Regions from separate parts of the Pan troglodytes genome. Here region 2 is linked to region 1. Evidence: chromatin contacts called from public Hi-C data. All regions are on one chromosome and are shown on one strand. Each heading gives the region's core, a stretch centred on a gene start, on an enhancer-like site or on the middle of the called end of the contact. The rest is flanking DNA. Distances are from core to core; before and after follow the strand shown.

Region 1 (6,153 bases), core at 2,478-4,977:
TCCTCTCGGAAGTCATCGCTCAGGTGCCAGGCCAGTGCATGGTCGTTGGTCCAGAGCGCCTGCACGTCCCTGTGGAGGTGATGATGCTGGAGCTGGGCCAGCCCACACCACCCCATGGTCGCCCCACTCTCCCCACCCCCAGCCTGGGCTGCCCAGGCAAGCATGATGGGCCTCAGGCGGCGAGGCCCTCCAGCCATCACCTGCACCTCCATGCCTTCTTACTTCTGCCCTGCGTAATTTTTGCTGTCGATGATCCGAAGTGCACCCACTCGCCATCTCTGGTAGCTGGGAGGAGCAGGTTTTGGGGTGAAGGTGAAAGAGCCGGAGTTGGGGATGTGTGTGGCCAGGGGGTACAGGTACGACCACTTTGCAGTCCACTCCTGTGAGTAGGGCATTCCTGAGGGAGAGGATGCCTGGTTAGCCCTGGGGTTCCTTCGAGGCCTGGCCCCAGGCCTTGCCACCTACAGCAGCCTGACAGATGGGTGGATGGACCGCCAGGCGGTCCCCTTAGGAGGGGCTGTTCTAGCAGGGACCCCGGCTTGGGTGACCATCACCTCCTGCCACACTCCAGGATCCCTGTCCCTGCTGGAAGCCAGGCCCAGGGCCATGCCAGCCGTGCAGGGGTTCCTCATGAGCCTCCTCCCTGGGAGCCAGGCCCCATGAGCTGCCCCCTCCCACCTGCCTGACCCCCCTGACCTGCACTTCCCTCCATCCGAATCCTCAATCTCCGCCTGGAATTCCCTTCCCTCCTCAACCCCACCTGGAAACTCCCCTCCTCCTCCCACACAGCTGGGACCCCCTTTCTCCCCCTCTGGAGGCCCAAAGCTCTGGATGCCACCCCAGCCCTCAGCTGGCCTCACCTGTCTCCTCGTAGCCCCACAGTTCGATGGTGATGGTCTGCGTGGGCAGCGACTTGACATGCCAGGTCAGGCTGAGGTTGCCTGAGGTGTTGGCAGTGCCGTAGTATTGCCAACGCGTCTCATTCACCAACTCGCTCTTCTCCATCATTGACACTTTGTTGGGGTGCACTGGGCAGGGGAGGTGAGGGGTGAGTGAGGGCCTGGGCCCAGGGAAGCAGGGAGGAGGCCCTGAGGCTTCAAGGGCTGTGGGAGCCTCCAGGGCCAATGCATGGCAGCAGCTGGGTGATGGTCTCTCTGGCCCGCACAGCAGAAAAGGACGCTGAGGCCGGAGAGGCAGGGGCCTGCCCTCCCTCCACTGCCCACGCCTCTAGCCTCCACCTGGCTTCTCCCCTGCCCTGGCATGGCGGAGCTCAGTGGATAGGCACTGGCCCACCTCTCTAGGGACCCCTGCAGCTCCCACTCACTCTGGGCTGGGACCGTGGTCTGGATGCCAGGGAGTGGAAAGGAGCTGAAGGAACTCTCGCAGGCGGGCAGGCCTCCCAAGGGACTGGTTCAGCCAGAGAGGCAGGGCACGGACGGGCCAAGTCTCGGTGTGCATAGATTAGCGCTGGGGAAAGTCCCCGTGGGGGCAGGCTGTGGGCAGGGAGGAGGGCTCACCAGCCAGCCAGGTGCCCGCACGAGGGAAGGAGTGGCCGTTGTCCAGTGACACAGTGAAGGGGATGCGGCCGCTCTCATAGAGCAGAGGTGACACACAGTGCACTTGCCCGGAGGAGTCCACATGGCCGAGGGTCTGGATGCTGTCCTTAAACCTGTGGGCGTGGTGGTGGTGGGAGGGGCTGGGTCATTGCAGGCTGAGCCTCTCAATGGTCTGGGCCCCCAACCTCCCTGGGGAACCCAACCAGCCAGCTGTCCCTGTGCCCTCCTGCCTGTCCGGGGTCCGAGGGGCTCCACTCAGCCAGTCAGTGGGTCTGAGCCCTCAGCATGCACAGGGATGGGGGCGTGGGGCCCCAGTGCCCGGCCTCCTGGGCCTCCCAACCTGCAGATCACACTGGCGTCTGTGGGGCTGGACATCTTGAAGTGCCGCACCACAAAGTCCTTGCCGCCCATCATGGAGCCTGAGTAGGGCAATATCTCCAGGCAGAAGTCCCGGAAATCCAAGCAGCAGGTGCCAAGGCCAGAGCACGTCGGGTGGCAGGAACATGGCCCGTCCAGGGCGCCACAGCGCATGGAGCAGCTCTCTTGGGCATCTGGAGGAGAGGATGCTGAGGGCCTGGCCCGGCGGGTGCTGGACTGGCTGCCCCATGTGCAGGGCCTGTCTGTTTCTCCCACAACCCATTAGACAGCAGCATCCCCAGGAGAATGCTGACCAGGAACTGCACAGGCCACCACGTGGACACGGTAGAAAGCCACAGGGCCCGTGGGGATGGGATGAATCTTAGCACAGACCATCTGGCTGTTGCCCTGACTGACAGGCTAGAATGCAGCGAGAAGAGGCAAAAAGCTGCATCCGCTCAGCCCTGCGGGTCAGGAGAAGCCCCTGGGCACGACTGCCCTTCAGCCACCAAGTCCTCTATCCCACAGGCAGGGGTCCTCAGTGGGCCACGGTAGCCAGAGCCCTCGACCTCTCTTGGCTCCCCAGGGTGTCTGTGGTCAGCACGCCTTCTGGGGGCCCTGAAGCCTGCAGAAGAACCCCTCTTGCTTGCCTGGACTGGGGTGGGGGATATGGCTGCCAAGAGTCTCATTTGAGGCCTGGTAGGGAATGGTGCAGGGTCTGAACGTGACACTTCTCGCTCTCCCAGGGGCTGCAATTGAGACCCCAAAGACAGCTCTGCCCTCAGGGCAGAAGGCCAGGGCCGCTCCCCTCCTTTCTGGGGAGAGGAGGGACATTTCAAGCAGGGGTCCCAGCAGTGGGGAAAGGGAAGTGGGGGTGCACACCACAAGGGGCTGTGGGCACCGGGCCCAAAACTTCTCCTGTGGGCCATAAGACCGGTGGGCAAGGCCATATTTCCAGGGGCTGGCATGAAGGAAGGGTTGCAGGGAGGGACTGGGGCGGGTGCATGCACCCAGGCTGGAATCGCACTTCCCTGGCCCTTCCCCGTCCCCCATCAAAAGAGGCCAGTCGAGGGCCAGGCCTGGGCCTGAGCCACCCTGCTGGCCCCACTTCACCAAGTGCAGTGCCTGGCACTTAAAAGCAACAATAAATATGTATTGGCCAAGGATTTGGTGGCGCACAGGGGTCGGGGGAGGAGGCCGAGAGATGCTTGCAAGTGAGCTAAGTGGTGGCAGGAGGGTCGATGGGAAATGGGGTGGGGGGCGGGGGGCAGCCTGGGGCCAGTGTCCTGGTTCTGGAGTTCGGGGCCTTCCCTAGACTTTCCTGGATTCAGCCCCACCCTGATGAGGACCCACAATCCTGGCTCCCCCTCCGTGATCCCGCCCTGTCAGGGCTGGGGACACAGGCGGAGGCCTCTGCTGGTCTCCCCCGCCTCCCTCCTAGCTACCAGCAGGTTTAGGGTGGGCCCGGCTCAGACCTCCCATCCCCATGGGCTGCCCCTCCACATGGACCCTCAGAATTTCTTCCCATCACCCCTAGCACAGCCACAGATGGCCTGACAGATGGACAGAGGCTGAGCCCAGAGGGATGTCAGCCCAGGCCTGGCTGCAGACAGATGGACAGACAGACGGGGGCACAGAAGGGCAGGGAGGCATACCTGCTGTGGGTCCGGGGCCCGGGCCGGGGGCTGTCGCCAGCAGCAGCAGGGCCCAGGGCAGGAGGGCTGGCTTCATGGTGCAGCCTGTGTCTGCAGCCAGCAGTGCAGTGGCTCCGAGGCGAGGCGGCCAGACAAGCTCACTCCCTGCTGGCCTGGCCCCGCCCGCCCTGCACTCTGCGGCACCGCCCCGCCCCGCCCCTCCCCGCCCCTCCCCACCCAGTCCCCTCTCAAAGTCCACAGGTGCCTGCGTGGACCAGCAAGGCCCAAGTTGCCCCGTTAGCACATTCCTGGCCCGCAGGCCTGGGTCGGCCCTGGGACCCTGTGGGAGGGTGAGGAGGCCGGAGCCTCCAGCTGCAGGACCTTTGGCAGGCGATGAGCCGGATGTCCAGAGGCCGAAGCTCAGACCCTGGGTCCCAGCCCCGCCTTGCATGCAGGGCGAGCCGGGCGGGGCTGAAGCAGAGGATGGGATGCGCAGGGTGAATAAGGCAGGGCTGTTTTAGCTCCAGGGAGGATTCCAGACTCTGTGGCCCTGACATTGACCTCCATCTCTAGCCCTCATCTTCCTGCAGGAAGGAGGTGCACCCAACTCATCCTCAGGGGGAGGCAGGAGCTGTTTGGGTCAGACACAGGCTGAGCCCTGGGGCGGAGGCAGCTCTGCAGGGGTCCCCTCTGGAGGGAGGAAGGAGGAAGGGGAGAGAAGGTACCCAAGCCCAGCGGGGGGCCCAGAAGGGAGACAGGTCCCATCCCCGGGCTCCAGAGATGCCACCACCCAGGGAAGCCTTGGCTGTCCCAGCCACACCTAATCCTGCCGCTCAGAGTTTGCATAATTTAATCAGTGTTCACCTCCCTTCTTGAGCAGATGAGGAAACTGAAGCTCAGATGCAGACAGGCAAGGCCAAGCCAGGCCCTTGGTGGCTTCTGGGAGCTCCTGCAGCCAGGGCGGGTGGTAAGGGCTGCGGCCTGGGACTGGTCATTTGGGCCCTGCCACCTGGGCTGGACATCCAGACAGGCGGGTGGTCCTCTCCCAGCTGCAGCTTCTCAAGGTGTCCAAAAGGGACCCTTGCCACACTTGCAGGGAGTCAGAGCTGGCCCCAGGGCATGAGCTTAGGCCATCTGGTCTGTGATCTGCCCCAGCGCTTGCGGCCAAGCCAGCCCATTGTTCCCCGGCCTGTTCTCTCTCTTGCCTGGGTGGTGCCTGCTGGGAACCACAGGGTGTTGGCAGCCACCCGTGGCTCCAGAGAGGTGGCCCCTACTGAAAGTGTTAGAGGCGTGTGCTGGGGGACTTGGCTCCTGAGTCCCCACACAGAGCTGTTCCAGGGAAGCCACACCCGCATTTGATGTCTTCCCACCTCCCAAAGACATTTGGTGAGAGGCCCCCAAGACCTTCAGCTTCTCAGGGACTGTTTCCAGAGGGGAGAAAGTCCCTTAACCCACAATGGCGCTCAGGGCACCTCTGCAGGTGAGTGTCCTGTAAGTGGACGCTCAGGTGCTGAGCCAGGGAGAGCCTGTCTCCTGGCCCCAGGCTGGCGAGGGCATTCATCCCAGGCCCAGGGCTGAAGTTGCTCCCTACAGCACTGGGTGCAGGGGAGGGTCTGAGGTGTCCGTCCTCCTGTAGGTGAGGCTCCAGGGAGGGGTGCTGGGGGATCGGCTGAGACAGTTCCCGGGAACTGGAGGAGGGAGAGCTGCTGCTTCCTGTTTCTGGCCTGGGCACCGTTGCTGCGCGTGTCTGGAGACAATGGAAGTGCGGTAGAGGCTAGGTGTGCAGTCTGGGAAGCTCCATACCCCAGGCCCTGCAGGGAGGGGGCGTCAGCTGAGTAACTGGGGCTGGCTTATCTCAGCCCCCCGAAAGGCGGGTTCAGCCAGACCCATCTGGGGCCACCAAGCCTCTGGTTCCAAAAGGGCGGTGCCCAGCCCTTTACGCCTTTCCACCTGGGTGGTGGGCATGTCCAGCCCATGAGGGGCACAGGGCAGTGAGGAGGGTCCCCATCTCCATCCTGGACAGAGAGCCTGCTCCATGGGAGGTCCCAGGGCCAGGAGGGCCCCTGCGGTGCTGGGAGGGGAAGAGAGTTGTGAAGGGTGCCAGCTTTAGGGGCTTAATGCTCTGTAGGGCCTGCCTTAAAATCCTTAATCATTTTTGGTCAGACATGGTGGTGGCTCAGGCCTGTAATCCCAGCACTTTGGGAGGCCAACGTGGGTGGATCACTTGAGGTCAGGAGTTTAAAACCAGCCTGGCCAACATGGTGAAACTCCGTCTATACTAAAAATACAAAAATTAGCCGGGCGTGTTGGCGTGTGCCTGTGATCTCAGCTACTCGGGAGGCTGAGGCAAGAGAATCGCTTGAATCCAGAAGGCGGAGGTTGCAGTGAGCTGAGATCATGCCACTGCAGATCGTGCCACTGCATTCCAGCCTGGGAGACAGAGTGAGACTCCATATCAAAAAAAAAAAAAAAAAAAAAAAAAAAAATCCTTAATCCTTTTTGATCAAGGAGCTTCATATTTATGTCTTGCACTGAGCCCAGCTATTCTGTGACTGGCCACATTAGGGCGACTGTGATGGGAGTTAAGTACCCTCCCTGCCGGCCCC
Region 2 (6,153 bases), core at 1,964-4,463, 51 kb before region 1:
GCACCTTGTATATGGCAAAGGTCAGTGTAAATGGCATCACACTTTGCAACCATAGTGTGTTGTGGACCTGTGAGCAGCTGGATTTGATGGGGAAGCCTGGCTGTGTTCTGCAACCTAATCTGCGGTTTGGTGGCAGCCGACGTGCCGCCTCCGTCACCATTCTCCAATGAGTGCCAGCTGAGCAAGCCTGGTGGGGAGGCAGGGGGAGGGGAGCCCCACAGCGACTCTGTGCCATGTCCCCTAGAGCCATCCTCCAGCAGCAGGGCTCACCCGTGGATGCCACCATCGCAGCTCTGGTCTGCACCAGCGTCGTCAACCCTCAGAGCATGGGCCTGGGCGGAGGGGTCATCTTCACCATCTACAATGTGACGACAGGTGGGCCCACATATGAACTGCCATGGGGAAGATGGGCTTGTCCACACCACTGCGTAACCCCTTCTCCAGCCAGTCCCATCAACTCAAGCCCGTTTCTGGGTGTTCTTGGGCCCCCTGCCCTGCCCCATTTGCCTCAGCTATGCAAAGCCCTTGTGTCAACTCCTGTCCCTGTGTTAGCCCAGAGTCCATCTCATAATGCAGAGATGGAAACTGAGGCCTAGAGCAGGCCAGGGGCTGTCTGCAGGGTCCATGACCGCTCACCTGCCCTGCCCTACTCCAGGGAAGGTGGAGGTCATCAATGCCCGGGAGACGGTGCCGGCCAGCCACGCCCCGAGCCTGCTGGACCAGTGTGCACAGGCTCTGCCACTGGGCACAGGTGACGCCCCATGGAGGTCCCCCACTCCCACCCCCCAGGCCATTAGGACTAATCAGAACACCCCCGCAAAGGAGCAGCGCCTCACGGACAGGCTGTGACTCCCTGGCACGGGGGGACACGGAGCCTGTGGGGAACCCCCAGCCCCAACCTGCAGGGATTGAGAAGGTCCCCCTTGGGAACGGGCTCTCTGAGGTGATCCAGGGAGAGGGACCAGGCTGGACAAAGGCCTGGAGGGTTCAGTGGAGATGGGTTGGCGGGGCAGGGTGGGGCTCCTGGGGCCAGTTTGTGCAGGGCCCCTTGGGCTTGGCCATGGACTTTGTGGGGAGCCACAGGTGATTTGAGCAGGGAGGGACGTGATCGGGTGTGGGCTCCAGAAAGCTCACTCTGGCTGCTGTAACTGGGGGGCCACATGTAGGGGTGATGGCAAACCTGGGAAGGCCTGGAAGCCACAGGGTTGAGAGCTGGGATGTGCCATGCAGGGGCCCAGTGGATCGGGGTGCCCGGGGAGCTCCGCGGCTATGCCGAGGCCCACCGCCGCCATGGCCGCCTGCCCTGGGCGCAGCTGTTCCAGCCCACCATCGCGCTGCTCCGAGGGGGGCATGTGGTGGCCCCTGTCCTCAGCCGTTTCCTGCACAACAGCTTCCTGCGGCCTTCCTTGCAGGCGTCAACCCTGCGGTGAGCCCCACATGGTGGCCCTGGGTTCCTGGGTTCAAGGCCATATCCTGTCTGGGCCCAGTCCACACCCCAGCTCTGCCTCAGTCCCTCTTACACCGGAGGATTGACCCTCGGGGTGCTGGCCAGGACAAAGAGTACTTTTCATGGCCCTTCCAGCTCCCCATGGCAGAGCCTAACTTGCGGTTAGGCTGCGGGGAGTTTATTGCCCAAGTGATAGGACTCCAAGGTGTGGATTTGGGCTCTGCCACCCGCCCTGGGGCCCCGGCCTCCTTCTCCCTCTCTCTGGCATGGCAGGAGGGCTTCAACTGCCACTCTCACCCTCCCCACCCAGCCCACTGATAGGCCCTCCCAGGAGTGAGATGACAGGCCCTAGGTGGACCCAGGCCCCACTGGGAAATTTGCCTTCCCTGGACCAGGGCCATGAGCTGGGTGAGTGGTGTCAGTCCCACCACCTCCTAGAGAATCAGTTCCCCGGTGTCCACCCCAGTGCCTCGGGACCCTGGGCCAGGGCGCCCCCCACTGTAGGGTCCTGAGGACTCCACCCATGAGAGCCCCGGAAGAGTGTGGCTGCCTCTGGGACCTGGCCCCACCCTGAGGCTCCCCCCACCCCCCAGCCAGCTCTTCTTCAACGGGACAGAACCCCTGAGGCCTCAGGACCCACTCCCATGGCCTGCACTGGCCACCACCCTGGAGACCGTGGCCACAGAGGGCGTGGAGGTCTTCTACACGGGGAGGCTGGGCCAGATGCTGGTGGAGGACATTGCCAAGGAAGGTCAGCCTCCCTGAGGTTCCATACCCCATCCCTGCTGGAGGAAGAGCCAAGTTCTGGGCACTGGGGGTTGAGGGCAGGCTCCTTCCCAGGCCCTGAGGGAGTGCAGGCGGTGCCCGGGACCCCGAGAGGCCATGCACCTAGCTCTGCCGGCCCAAGGACCCCTGTGGTCCAGGACCTCAGAGAGCAGAGCCTGCGGGTTAGGGCCAGCAGAGGGGCGTTACCGATGGTCACGGCAGGTCTGGGTAGCCGAGCTGACCATTCTCACAGGCTCTCATAAGCCAGCTCCCTCTCCCATCTTCCCTTTCCTTTCCCCAGCCTCCCTGCCTCTGGTCTCTGTCCACCCCTCCACGCCTGGCCCCAAGGGGCCAGTCCTGAGGCCACTGCCTACAGACCTACCATCATCCTGTGTCCACAAGGCAAAAGCATGAGTGGAATCCCATTGTGTGACCTGACAGCAGTGGCTATTCCTCCCTGCCTCAGTTTCCCATCTGTTCATGGAGCCCTCTCCTTCTCATCCCAGGGAGCCAGCTGACGCTGCAGGACCTGGCCAAGTTCCAGCCCGAGGTGGTGGACGCCCTGGAGGTGCCCCTGGGGGACTATACCCTGTACTCACCACCGCCGCCTGCAGGGGGTGCCATTCTCAGCTTTATCCTCAACGTGCTAAGAGGTAAAGCCCTGCCCAGAGCCCTGGCGCCCACCCCCTCCCCCGCACCCCCGGCCCCCGGGAACTCAGACTCCAAGCCCAAGCCCAGCCAAGGCCCAGCTCAGCCTCCTCCTCCATAAACCGGGTTCACAGATGCACAATATGAAGACAGAGCTGTGGAAACCAATCAGGATGGTGGGTTTTAGAGCTGGCCTCCAGCTCGACACATACGTGAGGCTTTGCTGAAGGGCGTGATATCATTCGTCCAGAGTCCTCCTCCCACTGGGTGACCAGTCCCAGACACAGAAGCAGGTGGGCTGTGTGGGTGGTGAGCTGCCTGTCAGGGGCGTGCACCTGGGGGAGCGAAGCCAGCCTAGCCCAAGGCAGCCTGCAGGGGGGTTCTGGCAGTGCTGAGGCCTGGGGCTGCCTGCGCTGGCTTAATATTAGTGTCCTGTGTCTGCCATTACAAATCACCACAAGCTTGGTGGCTTAAAATAACAGAAATGTGTCCTGTCACAGTTCTGGAAGCCAGAAGCCCGATATCTAGGTGTCCACAGGGCTGCATTCCGTTGGGGGCTCCAGGGGAGAATCTGTTCTTTGCCTTGTTGACCTAAATAAAAAACAGAACAAGGCTCTCAAAGAAAATGATGTTTGTTCCAGAGTAGGCATCGCGGTAGGAATACCCATGCTAGGGTAAACTATGTGTGTATTCAGGGAGGTGAAGGAAGACAAAAGTTTTCAAAGAGAAAATGAGGAAGATTATATAACTTTTTTGTTTACAATCAATGATAATTTATTGTACATTTTATTTTTTTCATTGCATTATTATTATTATTATTATTAATTATTGAGACGGTGTCTTGCTCTGTCGCCTAGGGTAGAGCACAGTGGCACAATCTCGGTTCATTGCAAACTCTGCTTCCTGGGTTCAAGCAATTCTCCTGACTCAGCCTCCCAAGTAGCTGGGATTACAGGCATGGGCCACCACACGCCGCTGATTTTTATCTTTTCTTTTTTTCCTTTTTTTTTTTTCTTTTTAGACAGAGTCTCAATCTGTCACCCAGGCTAGAGTGCAATGGCACGATCTCAGCTCACTGCAACCTCTGCCTCCCAGGTACAAGCAATTCTCCTGCCTCAGCCTCCCAAGTAGCTGGGATTACAGGCGCTTGCCACGACACCGAGTTAATTTTTGTATTTTTGGTAGAGATGGGGTTTTGCCACATTGGTCAGGCTGGTCTTGAACTTCTGATGTCAGGTGATCCGCCCACCTCGGCCTCCCAAAGTGCTGGGATTACAGGCATGAGCCACCGCGCCCAGATGATTTTTATCTTTTTAGTAGAGACGGGGTTTCACCATGTTGGCCGGGCTGGTCTTGAACTCTTGACCTTAACTGATCCACTTGCCTCAGCCTCCCAAAGTGCTGGGATTCCAGGCGTGAGCCACCTCTGCCTGGCTATTTTATTTTTATTTCATTAGTTTTTGGGGAACAAGTGGTGTTCGGTTGCATGGAAAAGTTATTTAGTGGTGATTTCTTTTTTTTTCTTTTTTTTTTTTTGAGATGGAATCTCACTCTGTGGCCCAGGCTGGAGAGCAGTGGCATGATCTTAGCTCACTGCAACCTCTGCCTCTGAGGTTCAAGCAATTCTCCAGTCTCAGCCTCCTGAGTAGCTGGGATTACAGGTGCACGCTACCAAGCCTGGTTAATTAATTAATTAATTTATTTATTTATTTATTTAATTTTATTTTTTTAGTAGAGATGGGGTTTCACCATGTTGGCCAGGCTGGTCTTAAACTCCTGACTTCAAGTGATCTGCCTGCCTCAGCCTCCCAAAGTGCTGGAATTACTGGCATGAGCCACCGCATCTGGTCTTTAGTGGTGATTTCTGAGATCTTGATGCACCCATCACACAAGCAGTGTACACTGTACCTAGTGTGTAGTCTTTTATCCCTCATTCCCCTCCCACCCTTCCCCTTGAGTTCCCAGAGTCCATTAGAGCATTTTTCTTTTCCTCTGAGACAGAGTCTCGTTCTGTCGCCAAGGCTGGAGTGCAATGGTGCGTCTCGGTTCACTACAAACTCTGCCTCCTGGGTTCAAGCGATTTTCCTGCCTCAGCCTCCCAAGTAGCTGGGATTACAGGCGCCTGCCACCACAACTAATTTTTTTTTTTTTTGTATTATTAGTAAAGATGGGGTTTCACCGTGTTGACCAGGCTGCTCTTGAACTCCTGACCTCAGGTGATCTGCCTGCCTTGGCCTCCCAAATTGCTGGGATTACAGGTGTGAGCCACCATGCTGGGCCCCATTATATCATTCCTTCTTTTTTTTGGAGATGGAGTTTTGCTCTTGTCACCCAGGCTGGAGTGGAGTGCAATTGCACGATCTCAGCTCACTGCAACCTCTGCCTCCCGGTTCAAGCGATTCTCCTGCCTCAGCCTCCCGAGTAGCTAGGACTACCCATGTGTGCCACCATGCCCGGCTAATTTTTGTATTATTAGAGACAGGGTTTCATCATGTTGGCCAGACTGCTCTCGAACTCCTGACCTCAGGTGATCCATCTGCCTCGGCCTCCCAAAGTGTTGGGATTATAGGCATAAGCCACCATGCCCGGCCCATTATATCATTTTTATTCCTTTGCGTCCTCATAGCTTAGCTTTGGTATATAACTGTTTCGGGCCTGGCATGGTGGCTCACGCCTGTAATCCCAGCACTTTGGGAGGCCAAGGCAGGCAGATCACGAGGTCAGGAGATCAAGACCATCCTGCCTAACACAGTGAAACCCTGTCTCTACTAAAAATACAAAAAATTAGCCAGGCGTGGTGGTGGGCACCTGTAGTCCCAGTTGCTTGGGAGGCTGAGGCAGGAGAATGGTGTGAACCCAGGAGACAGAGCTTGCAGTGAGCTGAGATCACGCCACTGCACTCCAGCCTGGGCAACAGAGTGAGACTCTGTCTCAAAAAAAAAAAAAAAACTGTTTTGAAATGATCATCCTTGGCTAGTAGGATGCACGGAAAAGTGATAAGGGTGGCACTGGACAGGCCACTCGTGGGCAGATGTCTTTGCAGAAGTATTTTTTGTGTAAGATTGTGATGGCCTTCTTGTAAGGTTGTGAGCTGTTGTGTTTTTGAGGCAGGGTCTTGCTCTGTCACCTGGGCTGGAGTGCAGTGGCACTGTCAAGGCTCACTGCAGCCTCAACCTCCTGGACTCAAGCAATCCTCTCACCTCAGCCTCCCAAAGTTTTGGGATTACAGGCATGAGCCACTGCACCCAGCCGAGAACGGGGCACTTGTGCACGAGAGTCCTGTCTTCATGGCC

The links. A called contact is a pair of places that touch in the nucleus more often than the background predicts.
Region 2: a contact with region 1 is called in a Hi-C map of induced pluripotent stem cells, with 2.5 times the contacts expected there. The contact joins the enhancer-like site here to the promoter of SUSD2 in region 1. A contact is called at or near these places in 2 of 7 Hi-C or Micro-C datasets (induced pluripotent stem cells and stem cell-derived neural progenitor cells).

Annotation. Positions count from the first base shown.
Region 1 is chr23:26,147,123-26,153,275 of NHGRI_mPanTro3-v2.0_pri, reverse strand. SUSD2 (sushi domain containing 2) reads right to left here and starts at 3,727. Exons shown (of 15, transcript XM_016939814.4): 1 at 3,569-3,727; 2 at 1,897-2,107; 3 at 1,518-1,669; 4 at 861-1,028; 5 at 223-397; 6 at 1-69. The coding sequence starts at 3,644.
Region 2 is chr23:26,197,146-26,203,298 of NHGRI_mPanTro3-v2.0_pri, reverse strand. GGT5 (gamma-glutamyltransferase 5) reads left to right here. Exons shown (of 12, transcript NM_001280452.1): 2 at 245-375; 3 at 656-751; 4 at 1,231-1,426; 5 at 2,041-2,198; 6 at 2,719-2,865. Among named protein-coding and RNA genes, the nearest start is that of GGT5, 15 kb to the left of the region's middle. Within about 2 kb of position 3,213, at least 2 of the 24 cell types and tissues checked have an H3K27ac peak or open chromatin away from gene starts, as enhancers often do. A contact at or near this core is called in induced pluripotent stem cells, where this site is marked.